3 separate regions of the Mus musculus genome follow, and regions 1 and 2 are each linked to region 3. A link is a contact called in public Hi-C data. All regions are on one chromosome and are shown on one strand. The core of a region is the stretch at or near the end of the contact, and the rest is flanking DNA. Distances in the headings are between cores, read along the strand shown.

The links. Hi-C and Micro-C count contacts between places; a contact is called where the count stands out from the background.
Region 1: a Hi-C map of pancreatic cancer cells shows a contact between it and region 3, with 4 times the contacts expected there. The contact joins two enhancer-like sites. A contact is called at or near these places in 1 of 39 promoter capture datasets (liver), 4 of 484 Hi-C or Micro-C datasets (embryonic fibroblasts, epidermal suprabasal cells and pancreatic cancer cells), 1 of 115 datasets of contacts at active chromatin or transcription factors (the NIH/3T3 cell line) and 1 of 9 other capture datasets (embryonic stem cells).
Region 2: a Hi-C map of the C2C12 cell line shows a contact between it and region 3, with 2.8 times the contacts expected there. The contact joins two enhancer-like sites. A contact is called at or near these places in 5 of 39 promoter capture datasets (the 3T3-L1 cell line, 3T3-L1-derived adipocytes, hippocampal neurons and 1 more), 16 of 484 Hi-C or Micro-C datasets (the 3T3-L1 cell line, 3T3-L1-derived adipocytes, the C2C12 cell line and 11 more), 3 of 115 datasets of contacts at active chromatin or transcription factors (the NIH/3T3 cell line, astrocytes and vascular smooth muscle cells) and 1 of 9 other capture datasets (embryonic stem cells).

Annotation. Positions count from the first base shown.
Region 1 is chr16:25,483,982-25,486,681 of GRCm38.p6, reverse strand. No RefSeq gene overlaps it. Among named protein-coding and RNA genes, the nearest start is that of Trp63, 200 kb to the left of the region's middle. Within about 2 kb of position 1,366, at least 38 of the 459 cell types and tissues checked have an H3K27ac peak or open chromatin away from gene starts, as enhancers often do. A contact at or near this core is called in pancreatic cancer cells, where this site is marked.
Region 2 is chr16:25,530,558-25,533,454 of GRCm38.p6, reverse strand. No RefSeq gene overlaps it. Among named protein-coding and RNA genes, the nearest start is that of Trp63, 150 kb to the left of the region's middle. Within about 2 kb of position 1,269, at least 86 of the 459 cell types and tissues checked have an H3K27ac peak or open chromatin away from gene starts, as enhancers often do. A contact at or near this core is called in 3T3-L1-derived adipocytes, the C2C12 cell line and pancreatic cancer cells, where this site is marked.
Region 3 is chr16:25,940,880-25,943,619 of GRCm38.p6, reverse strand. No RefSeq gene overlaps it. Among named protein-coding and RNA genes, the nearest start is that of P3h2, 160 kb to the left of the region's middle. Within about 2 kb of position 1,294, at least 29 of the 459 cell types and tissues checked have an H3K27ac peak or open chromatin away from gene starts, as enhancers often do. A contact at or near this core is called in 3T3-L1-derived adipocytes, the C2C12 cell line and pancreatic cancer cells, where this site is marked.

The DNA.
Region 1 (2,700 bases), core at 117-2,616, 460 kb after region 3:
TCAAGTGACTCAGCATGGCCAAAGAAGCGTATGACAGACTGGCAGCCACAAGGGTATAGAAGAAGAAAAGGAAGTGTTTGGAGAATGGTCTTCCCATTCCAGAAGCACCGGAGCTTGACATGTTGTGACAATTTGTTTTATAGTTTGTAATGTTTCACTAGTCTAGTTTATGTTGGAGCAGGATGAGAAATTAAAAAAAAAAAAAAAAAACTACAGCAATCGTTGGTAGAAACGAGGATGTGGGGCACAGAAGTAAAGCTGAAACGAAAATTGAATTTGAGGAGATTTAAGAGGCTGAGTCAGTACAGATAAACAGATGCTCAAAGACTGATAGAGAGTACACTCACTCTGACACTGGCGGGGGTGGCTGGCTGAGCACAGGCCTGGATAAGAAACAGCTAAGTTGATCATCTTTTAAATTACTGGCATCTGAGCCAGGCTTGGTGGCGCATGCCTTTAATCCCAGCACTCGGGAGGCAGAGGCAAGTGGATTTCTAAATTCGAGGCCAGCCTGGTCTACAAAGAGAGTTCCAGGACAGCCAGGGCTATACAGAGAAACCCTGTCTCAAAAAACAAAACAAAACAAAACAAACAACAACAACAAAAAATTACTGGCATCTGGAACTAAGTTACAGGGGAGAGCAAAGGTTGATTGAGTTCTACTTCTTTCATGGGCTGGTTTATGCACACACATACACACACGCACGTGCACATGCACACGCACACGCACACGCACACACACTTTTTTTAGGAGTTAATGTTTGATATTGAGCTTCAGTTTTCCAGGTCTTGACTTTTAGCTAATGACAAAATGACTACTGTCACTTTCAACAATGACAACTGTACTCAGAGTCAGAGGCATCAGGTTTTTGGTTTGTTTGTTTGTTTTGTTTTTTCTCCTTAAGACTCATATGTGTAACTCCTTTGTAAACTTTGAAGATGATTTATTCTGTGTGAGGATTTGACATTAATATTAAGAGAAGAGCAGAGCATGAGGTGGAACCCAGAGAGGTGAGGATCTGTAAACAGGCTCAGTACAAAGACCTGCTGCTCCTCACAGAGTGAATTAACTTCGAAGTTTCTGACTGACTGACTGACTGACTGAGCACAAAAGTTCCTGAGGGATCCCCACCCCGGTGTCATCTCCTCCACCACTTCTGAAATGAGCTAAGCGCAGAACATCTCTGCACATTGAGCATGATTAACCCACAAGACTGCACATCATGATTACCATGATGGTTGCTTGCTGTTCACCTCTGTCTTTCCATTTGTTCAAATGCTACGCTATGCCCTGTTCCACCTACAGTTGCCACCCATTCATATTCACACCCTGTGATTCACCACACAGATTAGTTTTCTGGTGTAGTCATGAATTAAGCTACACTTGAACCATGACAAATCCAGTGCACGATGTCAGCTTGTTCAGAAAGGCCCAGAGCTGAATATCAAATGATCTGATGTACCGTCGACTCATTTCATTCCTTGAAGCGGGAACTTCAAGGAAGCCATTACTCAACTGCCACATCATAATGAAAACCGCATAGAATGAGGTTGCAAGATTCTTCATGTGTTTGAAATCCTGCACAAAGGTGACAGATTATGACTGTCCTCTTTTACTCAGTCCGTTCACAAATCCGGTCTCAATGACCCTATAGCGTTGCTACACTGTTGTTTTCTTTTTTTTTTTTTTTTTCCATTTTTTATTAGGTATTTAACTCATTTACATTTCCAATGCTATACCAAAAGTCCCCCATATCCACCCACCCCCACTCCCCTGCCCACCCACTCCCCCTTTTTGGCCCTGGTATTCCCCTGTACTGGGGCATATAAAGTTTGCAAGTCCAATGGGCCTCTCTTTCCAGTGATGGCCGACTAGGCCATCTTTTGATATATATGCAGCTAGAGTCAAGAGCTCCAATATCAGGATGGAGATACTGCTTTAACACAGTGGTTATGAGAATAAAATGAATTTTAAAAGCCCATCTTTATTTGAAGCAGTGTGCATTGACTATTAAGTGGTAGTATTCTTGCTGTGTTATTAGTTATTATTCGTGAGGACCCATTCCACAGTAACTGCTCTCTGTTTTGGGCTTAGCCAACAGCATAGAAACCATAGTCACTGAGTAGTCTTCAGACAGCTGACAGAGGAACAGTGCAACTATGTCCCCTATTCTGGACACAGCATCTGCTGCACATTTAAGTAATAGTGATGGTGCGGGTCATGACTCTACCCCCAAGAATTAACTTTGCTGAGATGGAGAAGCTAACAAACCTGGGAGGGATGAGTACCAAGACAATGGTTCATGTGCATTTCCAACCTTACTAGCAGTGAGCTTGAGCTACGTCTCTTTCTTCTAGGGATGTGGTTAGTACAGACAAGTAAATAACATTGCTCTTTAAGGTGCATGAAATGCTTAGACTGCCTTCATTTTGCATCCAGGCTCTGGAGAATTAGAAGAGGATGGTAAGGTCGTTTGGCTAAACCCCTCCCTTCCAGGATGACGAGAGGAGAGGCAGAGATGAGTGATCTGCCAAATCACAAATCACAGCCCATCTCTGCAGACACTAGCTGATGACTCTCACTCCCAGAGGGGTATTGTCTCCTTCATTCTACCCTAGGCTCAGCTGGCCAAGACCACCATGTTGCTGGCTCTCTGAGGCACAGCACCTGGGTGGTTTCTTATCGTAGCCTTGGACAGC
Region 2 (2,897 bases), core at 20-2,519, 410 kb after region 3:
TTCCAACCAGCTCTGCACACTTTCTGGGCATCTGCCGAGGACCAGGGCTGATGCCAAGTGTTCTGGGGCACAGAGTTGAGTAAGTCATGGTCATTGCTCTCATATTCAGTGCTGAAAGCAGGGACACATTCAAGCAACCGGATCCCAAAGCCGGCTGTGATAAGTGTTATCTTAGATCCCTGGAGGAGACAGGTCACACGACTGGAATAGCATGAAGTCAGGCCTGCAGCTGAGGGCATGCTGTTATTTAGGAACCCTATCAGGTTCATCTCACCACTTGGCAATGACCCCCAATCCCTGCAGTTTCTTGTCCTGAGTGTGCTGGGTCAGGGCACTTCCATCTGCCTCTCCTGGAGTCTCCTGTTAAGGCTACTGGTGTTTGAGGGTGCTTAATGAGAGTGAGAAAGACTTGTCCCATTTTTCTTTGTAAAGTTTCTAAGCTCACTGGCACTATGGGGAAATGGCCCATTTAGAAGTAGCTCTCTTTTCTTCTCTCCTAACATGTCATGAGGGCTGCCAAACTCTGGAGGCCCAGTATTTTATTCATCCAGAAAGTGAATGAAGCCGAAAATGTCTTCTTAATCTCATTTGGTTTTGCCCTAGTTGTTTGACTGTCTTTTTCCCTGTCTGGAACTGGGCAGTGCCAGCAGACAGGGACCCCCTGATTTAACACTTGATCTCTTAGAACACCTACCAGAAGCTTCAGCAAATGAAACAGCTCAGTGCTCTTGTACTGAATTCAGCCTTGATGCTGTCCTGTAAGCTCACGCCCATTTCCAAAGTGGCTGCCAAGTTTTCCAAAGGGTCTTTAAACCTGGATTTAAAACTGAAAGGAAAGAAATAGGACCTTCCTCTACCAGATAGTATATCATTTTTGAGGTTGTTTAAAATATGAAGCGTAAGGAAGTAATTAATTTGGATGGTAAAAAGGAATAAAGGCTTAATAGGAAGTCGGAGGTTTGACCTGGACACTGTGTCTGTAACCTCTAAAAGCTTCGTTCGGCTCGTTCTGAGAACGGTTCTTCTTTTTGAGGGACCTGTTCCCTTATATACACTTATTCTTTGCACTCTCTACAATAAGGGCAATAATGATCTATGGGTTTATAGTTCATAAAGGATTGATTATATACAACACAAAGATAAGCCCACCCTTTCAATGTAACAGTGCCATGACCAAGACCTATTTAAACAGAAGGTAAACTGAAGCCGAGGAGTGCTCCACTCCAGACTTGCTTTAAGGCAGGACTGACCTCTATGGCTGACTATCCTATGAGTCAGATGCCTGTGGTGTAACTGAGACGCAAAAGAAGTGCTGTGGCTTTGGAATGGGCAGCTCTCTGATCTGAAGAGATCCAAGAAAGCCACAAGTTTGGGCTTCTGCTCAGGGTTTTCAGTGCAAGCAGAGTTCAAGGAAATCTTCCTGCTTCTTTGCCCTTCAGTCTTCACTGCCGACTGCTCCTGTTCACCCATGGCCCAACTCACCTCTCAATAGCAACAGTGAATCATCAACTCAGAAAGAAAACACAGAGTTGGAGTTGCAGCTCGTGTCTTGCTAGTTTAATTAACTCTCAGCTGTATCCATGAAGGTCAACTAGACCCACACCTCAGATCACAATGACCTCTGTGGCTTTCTAAGTCAGGCTACATGCCTTTATAACTTGACTCTATCATCCTGTTTTCCCTTCATGACTCCTACAGCTGATCAATGACAAAGTCTGAGACATCCTGCTCCTGTGGTAGATATAACCCAATGAAATTTATATCTCTAAGTAAATTATATCATGTACTTGGACATAGACATTAACATTTTTTCATTGACTTGGGAAGAAACAGGCTCTTGTGGAGCTTAGGCTGACCTTGAACTCACTGTATATGTAAGGTAGACCTTCAGTTCCAAATGCTTTTACCTCCTAAATGCTGGGATTAAAAGTGTGTTCCACAATACCTGGCATCCTTTATTATCTACTCTCTGGACTATTTCATAGGCTTGTGCTCCTTTCTATTCACTTGACATTCCTGAAGTTCAGACACACTCTGGCTCTTGTTGCCTCTCACCCGTCTCTCTGTTTAAACACCGGGGCCCAAGGCGCTCTGTAATCTGACTTCATCAACCAGCCTGGGTATATTGTTTTCCCACTTTGTGGACTATGTTATTTATGCAAACCTGCCCCCACATACACACATGCCTTTCAAACCTTGATAACTTAGTGCTGCTATCCTAGTTCTCCATGTTTCATTCAAACATAACTCCATTTTCACCAATACAACTTAAATGAGAGCTCTCCCATTACATATTGACTAGGCTACATATCTGTTCATTTTCTGATCACCACAGGCTATTGTAGTTTCCTCCTAGGGTAAGGCACTCATATTATATTACCTAATTTGATCAGTTCTATACTTCTGGTAGACTCTCAGAAATGAGGACTCTCCTTTGCTCGAGGACTTCATCATTGGTGGATAAGAGGCAACTGAGATACACCGAAACGAAAAGTATCAACAACACTCAGCCAGTTTGAGAGAAAATGGGCCGATCAGTGGCGAAGCAGCTCTGTCAAGCTCCTTTTAAGTTTCGCATTCATGTGTGGAAGCACATTTCTGGTATTATATTTCTCATGCTGGCTTGCCTGTCAATGTGTACCACTGGGGAGTGCAACACACACACACACACACACACACACACACACACAAACCTCAATAGCAACGTGGGTACAGTGACATGACAGAGGAACATCTCAAATAAAATCAGTCATAGTGGAGAAAGACAGAATTCCACAGCTACCTTAGATGTTGTAGGTAGGTTTCCTTCTTTGATTTCATCTAAGCAACTGCTATCTATAGCATGGCTACACTTGACTAACTTTCATAGTAAAACTGGTTCATGGCAATGTGAAAAT
Region 3 (2,740 bases), core at 45-2,544:
TTGGAGTGACTGCAGATTCCACAAAACCGTTCTTAGAGCTATCTTATTTTCTTCCCTTCTTAGACCTTAGTAATCTTAGGAGCATAATAATAAACTTGAGCATGGATCGGGTTAAAGAACTAGCTTAGAAAGCAGCCTTTCATTTACCAGGGTCTTACCCACATACTTGGAACTGAGTTTAGATGTCTCTGCTCGCTGACAACACACAAACTTTTCTTTATCACAACACTTAGACTAATACAAAGATCAATGTTCATCTAAAGGGACTGAGCTTATATTAACATTGGATCTGAATCATCTTTGTCTCTCTGAAGGCAGAAATGTAAGACTGGGAGAAACTTGAAGACCAGGAAATTGGAAATGAATGACTAGACGCTCAGTATGCAATCTGTGAAGATCATAAGATAAGAACTTTTGAATCCCTCCATTCCTGAATGACTCCTCCACTCATTTCAGCACATTAGTTATTCCTATGTAAAATAAAAATCATAGCCTCTCTTTAAGGATCTGAGTGACATGTTAAAAAAAAGAAAAATGCCCAGTAGTAAACAAGGATTATTGCTAAATGTTACGAGTTATGGATAAACTTATCATTCAGTGTTTTTCTTTCACAATTTTATCTTTTAACATTGAAATATTTATTGACTCTATACTAAAGCTATATGTGTTAAAAATGCATCAGTCTATATGGAGTAGCATATGAACCATTAGATACCTGAAGACCACCATGTCCACTTGTCCTTTTTGTTCATTTACTATTTAATCTCTTGACCATTCTCTTGACCAATCTCTTGACCATTCACTCTCTGGTTTTGCCTCAGCCTTTACTGGAAGACAGCTTCCTCTCAGAGATGTGAGGGAGAAAGGGTATTCAGGAGTCCTCTCGTCCTCTTTTGGCCATTTGAAGAACATGTTCTCTAACACTGAGTATAGCTACCATGCAGGTGTAATCATGATGTATATGATTTCATGCTCTCAAAGTCCAGGCCTGGCTGAGTGAGGCAAGCTGGTGGGTGAGAGACCAGGGGTGGAGAGTAGAGTTCTGAGTCATTAAATTCTCACCAGATGTCAACTGGAAGACGTCTTCCCACCCAGCAGCCTAAGGCAAAAGTCTCTTGGCCACTGTTACCCCATCTATGGACTTTACTTCTGACCAATCGTCCCCTCTGGCACCTTATAAGGGAAAGCTAATTAGAAAACTCACCTTGCAAGAATGCTACAGAAAGACCTTTCACACGGAGTGGAACCGCAGGATCCAGAGGCACTGTGACTCAGGGGTGGAGCTGTCTTCCAACACCCAGGCTGCATTGCTCTCCAACTCAACAAGGGGCTGACCTATATGGCAAAGGCAAATTCACACAGAGCCATCAGACGGTGAGACCAAGTTAGCAGCAGACCTCACAGTGTTCTAGAAAGCACTGGTTACACCAAGGGAACCAAAAAGAGTGAAGAAGGGGGAAGCAGCTCATGTACCCATTTGTTCACCTGATTGTATGGGTTGTCTGCCCCTTCATATAATGTCTGTTTTGAATGCATCAAGGGCCATATTATTTGTTATGGAGAAAAGAAGGAAAAACCATGCATCCCTAAAGTTCAAGGCCAGCTAAAGACAACAGAGACCTAAAAGTAGAAAATGGTTTGTAATTGCTATAAATAAAAGACAAAGAATGCAGAACCTGAGAAGGAAGCCAAAGGCTTCTATTTTGGGTCTCAGCAGACAGATAAGAACTGTTAGGCAGTGTAAAGCAAGCCTTTGAGAAGGGTAAGTGTCCATAAGTAAGTAAATGGGAGCAAGTGAATCAGAGTAAGCCACACAGTTCTCAAAGGTCATATCATTTCCTGGAAAACCCACAGCTCTTGCCCATGTCACTGAAATTTAAGTACAAATATTACTGTTCCAATGAAAGTTAGTGAAGCTGTCTACATCTACGCAATAATCCATCAAAAAGGAAAGCAAGTGTTGAAGAAAATCAAGCCTAAAACTAGACAGAGGCAGATATTCAGCTCTGGATGAGCCTTTTGCTCTAGTCTCCAAAGTTCTTATACTTGACAGATCCTATACTGGATGCCTGAGAACCACCCACAGCTGAATTTGTGTTTTATCTTTTCTTTGGTTTATACTTTTCCTGTTTCTCAATGCCCCCCAGCTTTGAGAGTGCAAAATGATCTGCACTTTACTGGTTGGCACTACTTGGGAATGGTTAGATGTCTAATGCTACCTTGTCATGGCTCCCTATGCTCTACCAGAGTTCACTGTCCCAAAGAGCACCGTCATCTCTAGCAAAGCTGCAGAGTCCCCTCATAATCTCCTTGTTCCAGGATCATTTCTTCAGCACACAGTGATTGGACAGCTATGTAGGATCAACTATGGAGATGATAAGGAGTTTGATGTGGGGAGCCAACACGTTCCCCATTTTCCAGGAGGCCACGTGAGAGGAGAGAGTCAGAAATCCTAGAATAACACATTGTTCTGAGTTGAGTTCTTTGTGGATCAGAAATGCACAGACATATAGGTAGGAACCATGAAGTTTAAGTTCCAAAGTATTCTGTAATTGCATTTACTACTAGACTAACAGCATCCTCAGGAAGCATGTGTAGAGGGACAAACCCTACCTTCACTGAATGCTCTTCATTAATACCTTGGTGCCCTTCAAAGGGTAAGATTACAAGCTATAAGGAATGTTGCATGAGGACTAGCTTCATCTCTTGTTCACTCAGGCTCCCAGGCATATGTTGTCTT